Regions from separate parts of the Sus scrofa genome. Here region 2 is linked to region 1. A link is a contact called in public promoter capture Hi-C data. All regions are on one chromosome and are shown on one strand. Each heading gives the region's core, a stretch centred on a gene start, on an enhancer-like site or on the middle of the called end of the contact. The rest is flanking DNA. Distances are from core to core; before and after follow the strand shown. Region 1 holds the start of LOC100516628 (UDP-glucuronosyltransferase 2B18-like). Region 2 holds the start of LOC100624700 (UDP-glucuronosyltransferase 2C1-like).

Region 1 (6,252 bases), core at 1,074-3,573:
TGGACCCCTAGCCTGGGAACTTCCATATGCCGCAGGAGTGGCCCAAGAAAAGACAAAAAGACCAAAAAAAAAAAAAAAATTACTGCCACTGAGATCTCAAAGTGAAATGAAACTTAGATGCTTAGAAACTGGAGGAAAGGGAATTTTTGTTTCAATGTCAGAAAGCCTAAAGAAATAGGTCCTATACTACATGAAATGTGGGATTGAAAGTGACAAATTTGTATTTCCAGCTGAGGAGATTTCCAAGCAAAGTTTCAAGATACTTTCTGGTTTTATTCAGCTGCTTCTAGGAAAATATGAGAGAAGAGATGGTAAAGTGCTAGAACTGTTAGACAAAAAGAAGCCTGGACTTGGTGATTTGTGAAATTCACAGTCTGTCCGGAGTGCAAAAGAAGCTAATGTTAAGAGAACTACTGTGGGAAAAAAAAATGCCCTGGAGAAAAAGGTAAGGGTTTGGTTATAGAATCTTTTGCTAATACCTCAGAAAAAATCAAAAGATCAAAGTATTCATTCACACAAAAAACTATTTGGAGAGATTGAGGGTATGAATCAACTAAACCAGAGAACACAGTAGGAGTCAGCCTTTTCCCCCATTGCATTCTGCTTTAAGCCACAGTGTCTATAAGTGTTAAGATGGACATGTCACAATTATATTATGGGAGCAAACATGTTGCTGTTTAGTTTCACAGGAGAGGAATCTTGTTCCTTAATTGGTTATATCCAGAGCCTCTCCCACACCTGATTGAGATAATATGAATAATGACATTTGGGATTTTGAGATCATGTTGTATTGTGCTGAGACATTTAGTAACCTTTGGATGAGATGAATGTCTTTTGCATATATGATGAACGTGAATGTTTGGGGCCCAGCAGATAAACTGGTGAGCGGAATAGTGGCTGATGAAGATATCTAATCCCTCCTACACTCAGGAAGGTTGAGCTGGTGAAAATCAGGCAATGCAAACCCCAAAGCCCTCTTTCCCCAAGGTGTGCCCCCACATAACCAGCCTGCAAAAATAAACCTCAGGGCAGCTACTCACCTGTCTGCCCACTCTCCCTTTGAGAGCATAATTATCAAATGTTGGGTGCCCCCAAGATGCAGATTCTGAGCTACGAATTAGCTTGCAGAGAAATTATTAAGACACACTCTTGGAAACAAACTTTACAACAAAGAGAGTAGGAAGCAAGATTGGACACTGGAAAAAATTTAAACATAATGCATATTCATCACAGGTTTCGAGCAACCCATTGGGAGTTGGCCCAAATTAAAATGAGGACACCAGGCACTGGATTTGGGTTGCCCCAGGAAAGAGACCTGACTTTTGACTGGATTGCTCTTTAGCAGAGACAATTTTCAAAGAAATATGGTTATAAGGGGTGTCAGCTGATAATTTCCTCATCAACTGGGAAATAATTTCTATATTCCCAAAAGGAGAATAAGAGTAACACATCAAAACATCCATCAAAGGGCATTACCAAAATCAAAGGATATTGCAACTCCGCTAATACAGTTTTGCTTAGAATCTATAAGCAAATCCTTTCTAAGAAAGATTCTCCTTTCGAGTCAGCATATTATTGATAGTATATAAACAAATCTATCTCAGGACATATATATTCCCTTCCTACTTCCAATTCGTTCGGAGTTCCTCAAAAGGTTTTTTAAAAATATAACTTCCCTGGATTATAAAGGCAGTATACAAAACTAAGTTCAGAAGTAGGTACTTAGAGGATAAATACTTTCTAAGAGTAAGTACTGAAGAGGTAATGAAGAAGTGACAGTAATAGAAGAAATGTTGCAAATGTTCAGAAAAGAAAAATCACAATTCTGAGGCAATATTCTCAAATAAAGAAAAGTAACTAAAGTTATATTCAAAGGATGTCTATGTTTGGATAAAAGGGGAAAAAAACAAAGGAATATCTATTGTCAAAAGAACAAAGCCATGGCAAACAAAATGGAACTAATAAAACAAGTGTGAAAATATAGAAAAAGAAATGCTTGGACAGGTTCCAATAAATCAGAATATACTTGTGTTGACCCCATGCTATTTCTTATCTGGAAACTCCCTATATGCAAGGTAATTTCCTCTTAGCCTGGAGCACTAGCTTTAAAATGATACTGGGATTTACTGTACCTATATCACCTACCTCTTATTTGCTTTCCAAAACCTTTGACCTGGAGATTAGCTTGCAGAGAGATTACTAAGGCATGGTCTCAGAAACAAAGTCTTAATATTTAGCTGAATAGTCATTGGGACTTTGCTGTGTACCAGTTATAATTTAACTACTAAATTGATTCTTTCATTGATGTAACTGAGAACTACATTTAAATTTCAGAAAGTTTGTGAAGAAGGTTTAGATTTTACCAAAATGTCTAAGACAAGGGATTCCCTTCTTTTGCTTTTTTTTTATTTCAGTTGTGCCTCCGGTGGACACCTGCTGGTTTGGCCCATGGAATACAGCCACTGGATCAATTTAAAGACAATATTGAATGAACTTGCTCAGAGGGGCCATGAAGTAACCGTGCTAGCATCTTCAGCTTCCATCCTTGTAGATCCCAATGAACCATCTGCCTTCAAATTTGAGGTTTATCCTACATCATTTACTAAGAAGGAGCTTGATATGCACTTTATGAAATGGGTCAAGACATGGACATATGATTTACCAAAGAGTACATTATGGGCATATGATTCAAAGATGCAAAAAATATACCACGAATATTCTGATACTGTTCAAAAGCTTTGTGAGGATGTAGTTTTGAACCAGAAACTTATGAAGAAACTGCAAGGATCAAGATATGACGTTGTTCTTGGAGATGCCATTTCTCCCTGTGCTGAGTTGCTGTCTGAACTACTTAACCTACCTTTGGTCTACAGTCTTCGATTTACCACTGGCAAAACATATGAAAAACTCTGTGGAGGGCTTATATTACCTCCTTCCTATGTACCTGTTATCATATCAGAACTTAGTGACAAAATGACATTTATGGAGAGGGTGACAAACATGTTGTATTACCTATATTTTGACTACGCATTTGAGACTTTCAACAAGAAAAAGTGGGATAAATTTTACAGTGAAGTATTAGGTAAGTCTGGTTTATTTATAACATTTTTCCTCCAGTAGATGGAAAGAAACATTTCTTTGTGTGTGTTGAAGTTAATATATTATATATACTTTGAAATAACTTATATTTTATTTTGTGTAGTGTCAAAATTTATCAACTATTCAAGAGGGTATGCAGAGTAATCCAGCACTCTGTGACACTGGAGATGCTGCTCCATTTAATAACTACCCAATATGGGAGTATTCTTAGGGCTTGTTTATTTTAAAAGGAACATATGCACTCTGTTATTTATAGCTGTAATATCAACCATCCTAAACCTTAGGGGTTAAAACAGCAGCCATATTATCTGCTCATGATCCTGTGAGGCAGTGATTTGGACTGGGCTCAGGGAAATGTTCTTCCCTGGGGCTTACCCGGGCTTATTCATTAGGCTAGAGTTAGCTATCAGCTTGGCTGGGGTAGAAGAGTCCAGAAAGTGTTGCTCACATGGCTAGGTTTTGACAGACTGTCAGGACATTTTAATTATCTCCTCCATGTGATATCTCCAAAGAGTTTGGATTTTTTTTTTTTTTTTTGGTCTTTTTTCTATTTCTTTGGGCCGCTGCCACGGCATATGGAGGTTCCCAGTCTAGGGGTCCAATCGGAGCTGTAGCCGCCAGCCTACGCCAGAGCCACAGCAACGCGGGATCCAAGCCGCCTCTGCAACCTACACCACAGCTCAAGGCAACGCCGGATCGTTAACCCACTGAGCAAGGGCAGGGACCGAACCCACAGCCTCATGGTTCCTAGTTGGATTCGTTAACTACTGCACCACGACGGGAACTCCGAGTTTGGACTTTTACAGGTGATAGCAGAATTCTAGAACACCTTATAGGAATGTTTTAGGCCTAGATTTGGAAGTCACACAGTATCATTTCTGCCACCTTCTCTTGGTAAAAGAAGTCATGAGGCAAACCCAGATTCAAAGGGTGAAGACGTAGCCTCCGCTTCTCAATGGGTGGAGTTACAAAGGGCATGTAGCCATTTAAGACACTAGATAAGAAACTTCTTTAAATACATTGATAAAAATCAAGTGAAGATCAGTCATGAGGAAATCTATTTTTTAAACCTGGGTCTAGTTAAAAAAAAAAAAAAAAGACTATGTAAAGAATGATGACACTTTGTGTATAAACTTTATTTGTCTTTAAAATTAAACATTCTTATGCGCTCATAGCTGAGGCTTCATTCTTTTCACTTTCCGAATCAGCTGCTGCTATCTCTCTCCTTCATTTGGTTTTTCTATTATTCTAATATATCTAACATCTCCATCATCTAATATTTCTATTAAGAAGGAAAATTGCTTAGTTATGGATGAGTTGTCTCTAGAAATTATCTAGTATTATTCTTTCCTTCTCAGTGGATGAAAAGGCATCTGCTAAGTAATCTTGAAACACTGAGGATTAATATTAGATGTATCAGAATTCCCATCGTGGTGCAGCAGAAATGAATCTGACTAGGAACCATGAGGTTGCAGGTTTGATCCCTGGCCTCACTCAGTGGGTTAAGGATCTGGCATTGCCGTGACCTGTGGTGTAGTTGCAGACGTGGCTCAGATCTGGCATTGCTGTGGCTGTGCTATAGGCCAGCAGCTCTAGCTCTGATTCCCCCCCTAGCCTGGTAACCTCTATATGCCACAGTTGCGACCCTAAAAGGACAAAAGACAAAAAAAAAAAAAAAAAAAAAAATTAGATGTATCAATGTCTGTTTTATGATTCTACAACATCTGGTTTGAAAAATGAAGCAAAATGTGAGGGTCCAGGATATTTTTCATACCTGGATGATTGCTAATCTTGATTCTGTGAGCATACTCATTCAACGACGAATATTTATTGCACTTCTTCTATGTTTCTTGTTTGCAGAGGGCAGAAGGAAATGAATAAACATTTATTGAGGATTTACTCTCTTCCAGGAAATCTTCTAAGTCCTTTATATTTGATAACTCATCGAAGATAACACACAGAAATTCTCTTCATAGCTACTATTATTCTCCGCATTTTATAGATATAGAAACTGAAGTAAAAAAAAGTTTAGTAACTGGGAGTTCCCATCATGGTGCAGCAGAAATAAATCCTACTAGTAAGCATCAGGTTGCGGGTTCAATCCCTGGCCTTGCTCAGTGGGTTAAGGAACTGGCATTGCTGTGAGCTGTGAGGTAGGTTGCAGATGTGGCTCATATCTGGCGGGGCTGTGGCATAGGCCAGTGGTTACATTTCCGATTTGACCCCTAGCCTGGGAACCTCCATATGCTGCAGGTAAGGCTCTAAAAAGCAAAAAATTAATTAATTAATTAATTAATTTAAAAACTCAGGTAACCTACCCAAGTTCTCCTGGAAAAGGAGTGATAGAGCTGAGATTAAAACACAGCAGCACAGCAGACTTGCCCCTGGACCTAACCACTCTGTGTATTGTATTAACTGAAAAAAATGTGTGAGACCCTAACTTCAAAAATCCATGTATAACTTAGGGAAATATAGTGCTAAGCAAAAAGAATGCTGCAATGTAGAAAACCCAAGTATTTTTGTTTGTTTGTTGTTTGTTTTTTGATCTGGATAGTCTTTTTACAATAGACACTTTCGACATTCAGCATATAACACTCAGCTAACTAATATTTTCTTTTCAAGAGATATGTTCCCTTATCACCATTTACTTACATATTTAAAGTATCTTTTCGTTTGGGCACTATCATAAAAATTTTAGCAACCTAATAAAAATATCACTTTGAAATTGAACTTCACCATCCTTGGCAGAAATTCATAGTTTACTCTGTCTGAGAAGGTTTATATGGTTATGTTAAGATTACAGAGGAAATAAATATCTGAGTTATAAAGACAAATTTTGATTACATATATATTATAAGAGGTCATAGGAGGCAATGGCTTAGAGAATATCAGGAACCAAGATCAAAGTCTCAGGAACAAATCTGCTAAAATTAATTGAGAATTACAGGTCTTCAAGGATAAGATCTTAAATGAGATTCCACAGCAGAGGCATGCAAGAAATGGGACAAAACATAGGGCATTGAAGGGCGAACAATTGAAGCAGAAATCTGGGTGGTAAATGAAGTGAGAGGATGACTGTGTCTATCTGGAAGAGAAGGCTCAACAAATTATCCAAAGGCCGAAGCTGCTAAAATAAATAATCCAAAGACCAAA
Region 2 (6,252 bases), core at 2,569-5,068, 250 kb before region 1:
TTTCTAGAGCCAACATAGCAAAGTACTATAAACTGGTGGCTTAAACAACAGAACTTTATTTTCTCACACTCTGGAGGCTTGAAGTCCAAGGTCAAACTGTCAGCAAGGCTGGCTTCTTCTAAGGTCTCTCTACTTGGCTTATAGATATTCATCTTTTTCAGGTGTCTTCACATGGTCTTTTTGCATGTCCTGATTCCCATATAAAGTGGGCCTTAAACGACCTTATTGTACCTTAGTGACCTCTTTTAAAGTCCTGTCTCCAAATAAACTCACCATCTGAGATACTGAGTCTTAGTACTTTTGGAGGAACACAGTACAGCACATAACAACCATAATTAAAATTTCAAAATAAATTCTTTAGTTGATCAAAACATCAAATATATTAGAGTATGATTCCTCAAAACATACATCTACATCACCCCAGTGTTAAGAAAATAAGGAGTTCCTGTTGTAGCTCTGTGGTAAGGAACCTGAACATGAACATGCGTGTTCAATCCCTGGCCTCGCTCAGTGGGTTAAAGATCCAGCATTGCCTGAGCTGTGGTGTTAGGTTGCAGATGTGGCTCAGATCTGGCATTGCTGTGGCTATGGTGTAGGCCAGAAGTTGCAGCTCATATGCAACTTGAATGGGAACTTCAGTATGCCATGGGTGCAACTCTAAAAGAAAAAAAATTGAGAACATTTCTACTCACATAAATCTCTAAATGAATCTTAAGAAAAGAAACGAAACTGGAGTTCCTGTCATAGCTCAGCAGAAGCAAATCTGACTAGCATCCATAAGGACACAGGTTCGATCCCTGGCCTTGCTCAGTGGGTTAAGGATCCATCATTGCTGTGAGCTGTGGTGTAGGTCACAGACATGGCTAGGGTTGTGACTGTGGCATAGGCCAGCAGCTGCAGCTCTGGTTTGACCCCTAATCTGGGAACTTCCATATGCCAGATATGGCCCTAAAAATCAAAACAAAACACTACATTGCTAAAAAAAGAAGTGCTATCATCTGAACCTTCAGTGAATCAATCTTTTTGTTGGTGGAGGTCTTGCCTTGTTGATGACTGCTCATGAATTATGGTGGTGGTTGCTAATACAAGGGTGACTGTGGCAATTTCTTAAAATAAGACAAATTGTGAGGCTTGCCACATCAATTTGCTCTTCCTTTCATGAATGATTTCTCTGTAACATGCAATGCTATATGATAACATTTTACTCAGTAAAACTTCATTCAAAATTGTAGTCAATTCTGCTATTAGGTGTTTCCTGACCTAGATGTTAATGAATTTGTATGTTAGCAGGAAAAAAAAGTGTCTATTTTGTTCTCTTAATAATTCTGAAAAAATAAGGAGATATACTTTCTCTTACAAGAGTTCAGTGGGTCACTAAATTTCTACATTACAAAACTCATCTTTTTTGTTAGAAAGTTTCCTCAATTTCTGTTTCATTTAGTTTACACAAAGGCAAGTCCAAGTTGTTTAAACTGCTTAGGAATTAAGTCAGTTAAGCTATTGACTCTAACTGGTACCAGTCTAACCCTCTGCCATAACCAACTAGAAAAATGGACAAATTACATGTCACAACTCTTTTCAGTTATGAACATCAGGTATCATAGAAACAGAACAACTAAGAGAACAGAAGCTAATGAAATGAACCAGAGTTTTCTGACTGCAGACACTTTTGAGATGACACTGCCCCAAACAGAATCAACAACAGAAACTGGGGGTATTATCAATGAGTGAATCAATAGAAATTGGAATTTAAGGGGAACTGATATCTGGAGTAGGAACAGTATATTGTATAAATCAAAATGGCCAACACTGTTTTCTATTGAAAAATTAAGCTACTCAGATAAGTGTTTTCATTGTCTGCCCCACATTGCTTCTTCCCACCTGAAAAGGGATTTCTTCAGATTGCATGCATTCTTTTGATTCCACGATGCAAGCCAAGTGTCGAGAGCCTCCCATTTGTTTCCCCTAGAATCCCGAAATGCTCCTGTGTATGAGCTTTCTCCCAATCCCACAGATTTGGGGAAAGTTTCTGCACTTGCTCATGGTAGTCTAAAACTCCTCCATGGACTCCTGGACCCCCAGAAAGTTGTGTTCATCCCTGAGTGACTGCTGAAATCAACATTCCGTCAAGGTTGGCAGTAGAGTTATCCTATTTTGCAATCTTGCTGATGTCGTTCCAGAAAAGAAACTCTTGCCATGAAAACCTCAAAGGAAGTTGATATCAATGGAGGGTCTTTTCAGAGAGCATAGATTTTAATATACATAAAAGAGAAAATTATTAAATCAGTTTTCTTTCTCGAGTATGACATTTTCTGAAATAGATTTTTTTTTTTGAAAATAAGTTTCTCCATGAAGAGTGAGTGCCAGGTGAGCAGAAGTTGGAGCAGTAATATTTGAAGGCTATTGCAGTAAATCCAGATGAGATATGAAAATGACTAGAGTTAGGAGGTCCCATTTTGCCTCAGTGATAATGAACCTCGTATCCATGAGAATGAAGGTTTGGCCTTGCTCAGTGGGTTAAGGACACAGCATTGCCATGACCTGTGATGTAGGTTGCAATCTCAGCTAGGATCCCACATTGCTGTGGCAGTGGTGAAGGCTGGTAGCTATAGCTATAGCTCCAATTTGACATTTGACCCCTAGTTAAGATTGCAAAGGAAGATTGATTTACAATTTGGGAGTAGAATTTATAGATTTAGTAAATTGTTGAATAATAAAGCATTATATTTTATTATTAGCCATTATTCTTATGATAATATTATTATCACCATTAACTCCTATTGTTCCTCCTATTGATAATTGCTTGAGGGAAAAAAACTTTTTAAGCAAAAATATTATAGATGAAGTTGTTGTCCTAAATATTTTTGACTCCATTTCCATCCACATGGAGTCAAGGCATCCACATGTGGAGAGCTAGGCAACAACAACAAGAAAGGAATTTTATATTTTATGAAATATCTTAGAACAAGTAAACAGAAGTGGGTATTTTTTATAACAAGGAAAGAGAAGTGGATATTGCTGGAAGGAAGGCCAAGATCGTCAAGATATCTTCATGACTTACCCTCTCCATTCTAAGACATTTCTAAAACAAAATAACCTTAATTTGACCTAGAAACTCAACTCAAACTCAACTGTGGTAAGAGTAAAAATATATATTTTCTCTTTTTCTTAAAGATAGATGTGACTTAGCTAAAAGGGCACTTTACTTAGCATCAAGATATTTATATTCAAATCTCACTGCCTTAAACTGAATTTGAATTATCTCACTCTTAAACTGAATATATTTTCTTCTGTCAGTGATGGCCTCTTAACCAGAGTATCTAGCAGAATTATGAATGAGAAATATTAGAGACTATTCTGTTCAAATGAACATTCAAATAAAACCAGAGGGAAAAAATTCAAAAATCTACTCAATTGAAATGCATCACATGATAGCATATTTTAACATAATTTTAAAATTATTACGGATTTGCATTTAACTTTAAGCCCCTTTCTTTTGATATTTTCTAAAAGATCTTTGGAAACTCTCATTCTGGGAGGTTGTTTGCTATTTTATTGACTTTTTTCACCTTTTTTTAATCCGAGTAGTTACATTTCATTTTAATTTTTTTTTATTTAATTGTCCACCTTTAATATCAAATTACACAAGAAATGCTGATTTAGGAGTATGTTTCACTGAAAAAGCTCACTATTTCATCTAATTTAGGCAGTTACTGCTGACAGGAGGTAAGCAAAGAAATGCTGCACGATGAAGCCCCCCCCGGAACCTCGCATTGAAGCACAAGAGGCGGAGCCGAGGGAAAAGAAACGCGGGAGATGAAACTTAGGGGCGGGGACGCGCTGCCGGGTCCTCCGACAGGGTGCGGCGTCAGGACCACTTCCGGGTGACGTTGGGGTCCTCCATCCGCCTGAGGGCGGGGAGCCGCGCCACTTGCACCCACCTGAGAACCTGGAAGGCGGTCGCGTTCCGTGAGGAAGGATCGGCTCAGCAGCTTCTCAGCTATGGTCTCCAGGCGGTGGGCCATGTTGCGCTTCGCCTGGGCGGACAGAGTCCGTGGCCGCCGGTGTGATGCTTCCGGATCCACTGCACGCCTGGGATACGGTGGGAGCGCAGGAGCCAGGTCAGGAGCAGGGTGCGGCCGCGAGCCTCGGAGCCGCCCTTCGCACCTCATTTTAATCTTTAATACAAAGTACACACATCAAAGTCGTCCCAACCTACTGTGCATTGATTGGGAGAGTCAAGGAAGAGATTTTCGATTGTGAGTTTCTTGCACTTGGCTAAAGCCCAGGATTAGTTTGAGCAAGAGATTATCATGAAGACAGTGAAAGGCGTCTGTGTCTTTTTCATCCTGCATCTGTGTTTCTTTGACCCTGGAAGGACTGGAAAAGTACTTGTATGGCCGGCAGATTTTAGTCACTGGATTAATTTAAAAGTTATTTTGGAAGAACTCCATCTTCGTGGGCACGAGCTGACCGTCCTGGTACCTTCACCAAGCCTTCTGCTTGATCATACCAAAATCCCCTTTAAAGTGGAGGTCCTTCAACTTCCGGTAACTCAGGAAACTCTCATGAAAGAGCTGGATACGGAGCTCTATACAGCTTCTTTTGAACTGCCGAAACTCTCATGGTGGGACCAGCAAGTAGCACTGACAAAAATGGTAAAGAGATTTTTCATAACAGCCAAAAGAGTATGTGACAGCGCTGTCACAAACAAGGAGTTACTCAGCAGGCTACAGGCAGCTAAGTTTGATGTCTGTATTGCAGACCCTTTAAGCTTTTGTGGGGAGTTGGTGGCTCAGCTCCTCAATATTCCATTTGTTTACTCTTTTCGAGCTTCCTATGGTAATACAATGGAGAGATTGTGTGCTGGACTTCCTATGCCTTCTTCCTATGTTCCTAGCAGCGCATCAAGGCTGACAGATAAGATGACTTTTATGCAGAGGCTGAAGAATTGGTTATTGTATACAATGAGCGATGTAATGTATTTATATTATCTATTTCCAGAATGGGATGAGTATTACAGCAAGGTTTTAGGTAAGAGAAGTTGCATGTAATAATGATTCTTATTTCGTATGTAAAATGTAAATACTTATCTGACCGTATGAAAACTTATAGAAGGTAATTTTAAATGAGGACCCATGCTCCTTTTGCTAAAATGTTTTGAATGAAAAAAATAATTTTTTCATTTTATATGATTGAGTAGTGACCATATATCAAAGAAAGATTATTCTCTACATATAAATCCTGTTTGATGCTACTAATTTTTTTTTTTCAGAGTATCTGGAAAACTCAAATCTGACAGTGTGCTTAATTTCCATAACTTTGGACTACTTCCCTCTTGTTTACTTTTCCTTTTATACAGCTTGCTTCTTTCTGATTAACCTGCTGTTTCTCAAGCTTCCTGTTTGGATCCTATTAAGGCTTGATTGGCTGGTTCCCAGGCTTGGCATGTCATGAGCATGAAACTAAAAAATCAATAAATGTGTTTTGGTTTCTCTTCCAAAGGGGATAAAAGGAAGATGTTTTTCTAAAGGACCATGTGTGTAGACTTTTAAACGTACTGTTTTCTTCATGTTGTTCTGCTCATAAATGTGTTAGAGTCAATGAGTGAGCACGAAGATATTTCTCTTTCAGGAGTCCATTTATCCTTTCTTTTCTTCTTTTGCATAATTGATTTTTTTAATTTAAAAATGTTAATGTAATTCTGTTAAGGATGCTTTTGCCTAAAAAGGAGTTATCTTGAAGAAGCAATACCTGCTTACATTATTCAGTTAGATTATTTTAAGATATAATTAACATTTAACATTGTATGAGTTTCAGGTGTCAATGAAAATTAATCAATATTAATCTAGCCAGTTTTAGGATTATAACCCATGAGACAGTCTTTCAGAAATCTCTGAGGAGTGTTCTGCCCATTAGAAGTCAAAGCACAGTTGTATAAGTTTTTGAGACAAAAGACTATATATCAGAATAATAGTGAGTTTACATATGCCAGCAAGGTGAATAGTGGGTCATGGTGACTCCTTAAGGATTTAAGGAAGGAATATCATCTTGTAAGGAGTTATCTTGGTGGCACCAGGAGGAAATTTTATTTTATTTTATTTATTTTTTTTGCAAGTAGGCATCCTTGTGTATTCTGAGAGAATCTAGTTAATATATAATTCAGATATGCAGTGTACACTAAGGTGGAGTCGGGTGGTGGCTGAAATGGCCGAAAAAATTTTATGTTGAATTTTCCTTGTCCTATCTTAA

Evidence for each region. Promoter capture Hi-C pulls out the DNA fragments that hold promoters and counts their contacts.
Region 2: a contact with region 1 is called in a promoter capture Hi-C map of liver, with 8 times the contacts expected there. The contact joins the promoter of LOC100624700 here to the promoter of LOC100516628 in region 1. A contact is called at or near these places in 1 of 5 promoter capture datasets (liver) and 2 of 47 Hi-C or Micro-C datasets (epiblast stem cells and liver).

The regions. Positions count from the first base shown.
Region 1 is chr8:66,391,393-66,397,644 of Sscrofa11.1, reverse strand. It overlaps LOC100516628 (UDP-glucuronosyltransferase 2B18-like), which reads left to right and starts at 2,323. Exons shown (of 6, transcript XM_003129071.4): 1 at 2,323-3,082. The coding sequence starts at 2,368.
Region 2 is chr8:66,638,203-66,644,454 of Sscrofa11.1, reverse strand. It overlaps LOC100624700 (UDP-glucuronosyltransferase 2C1-like), which reads left to right and starts at 3,818. Exons shown (of 6, transcript XM_003356957.4): 1 at 3,818-5,034. The coding sequence starts at 4,314.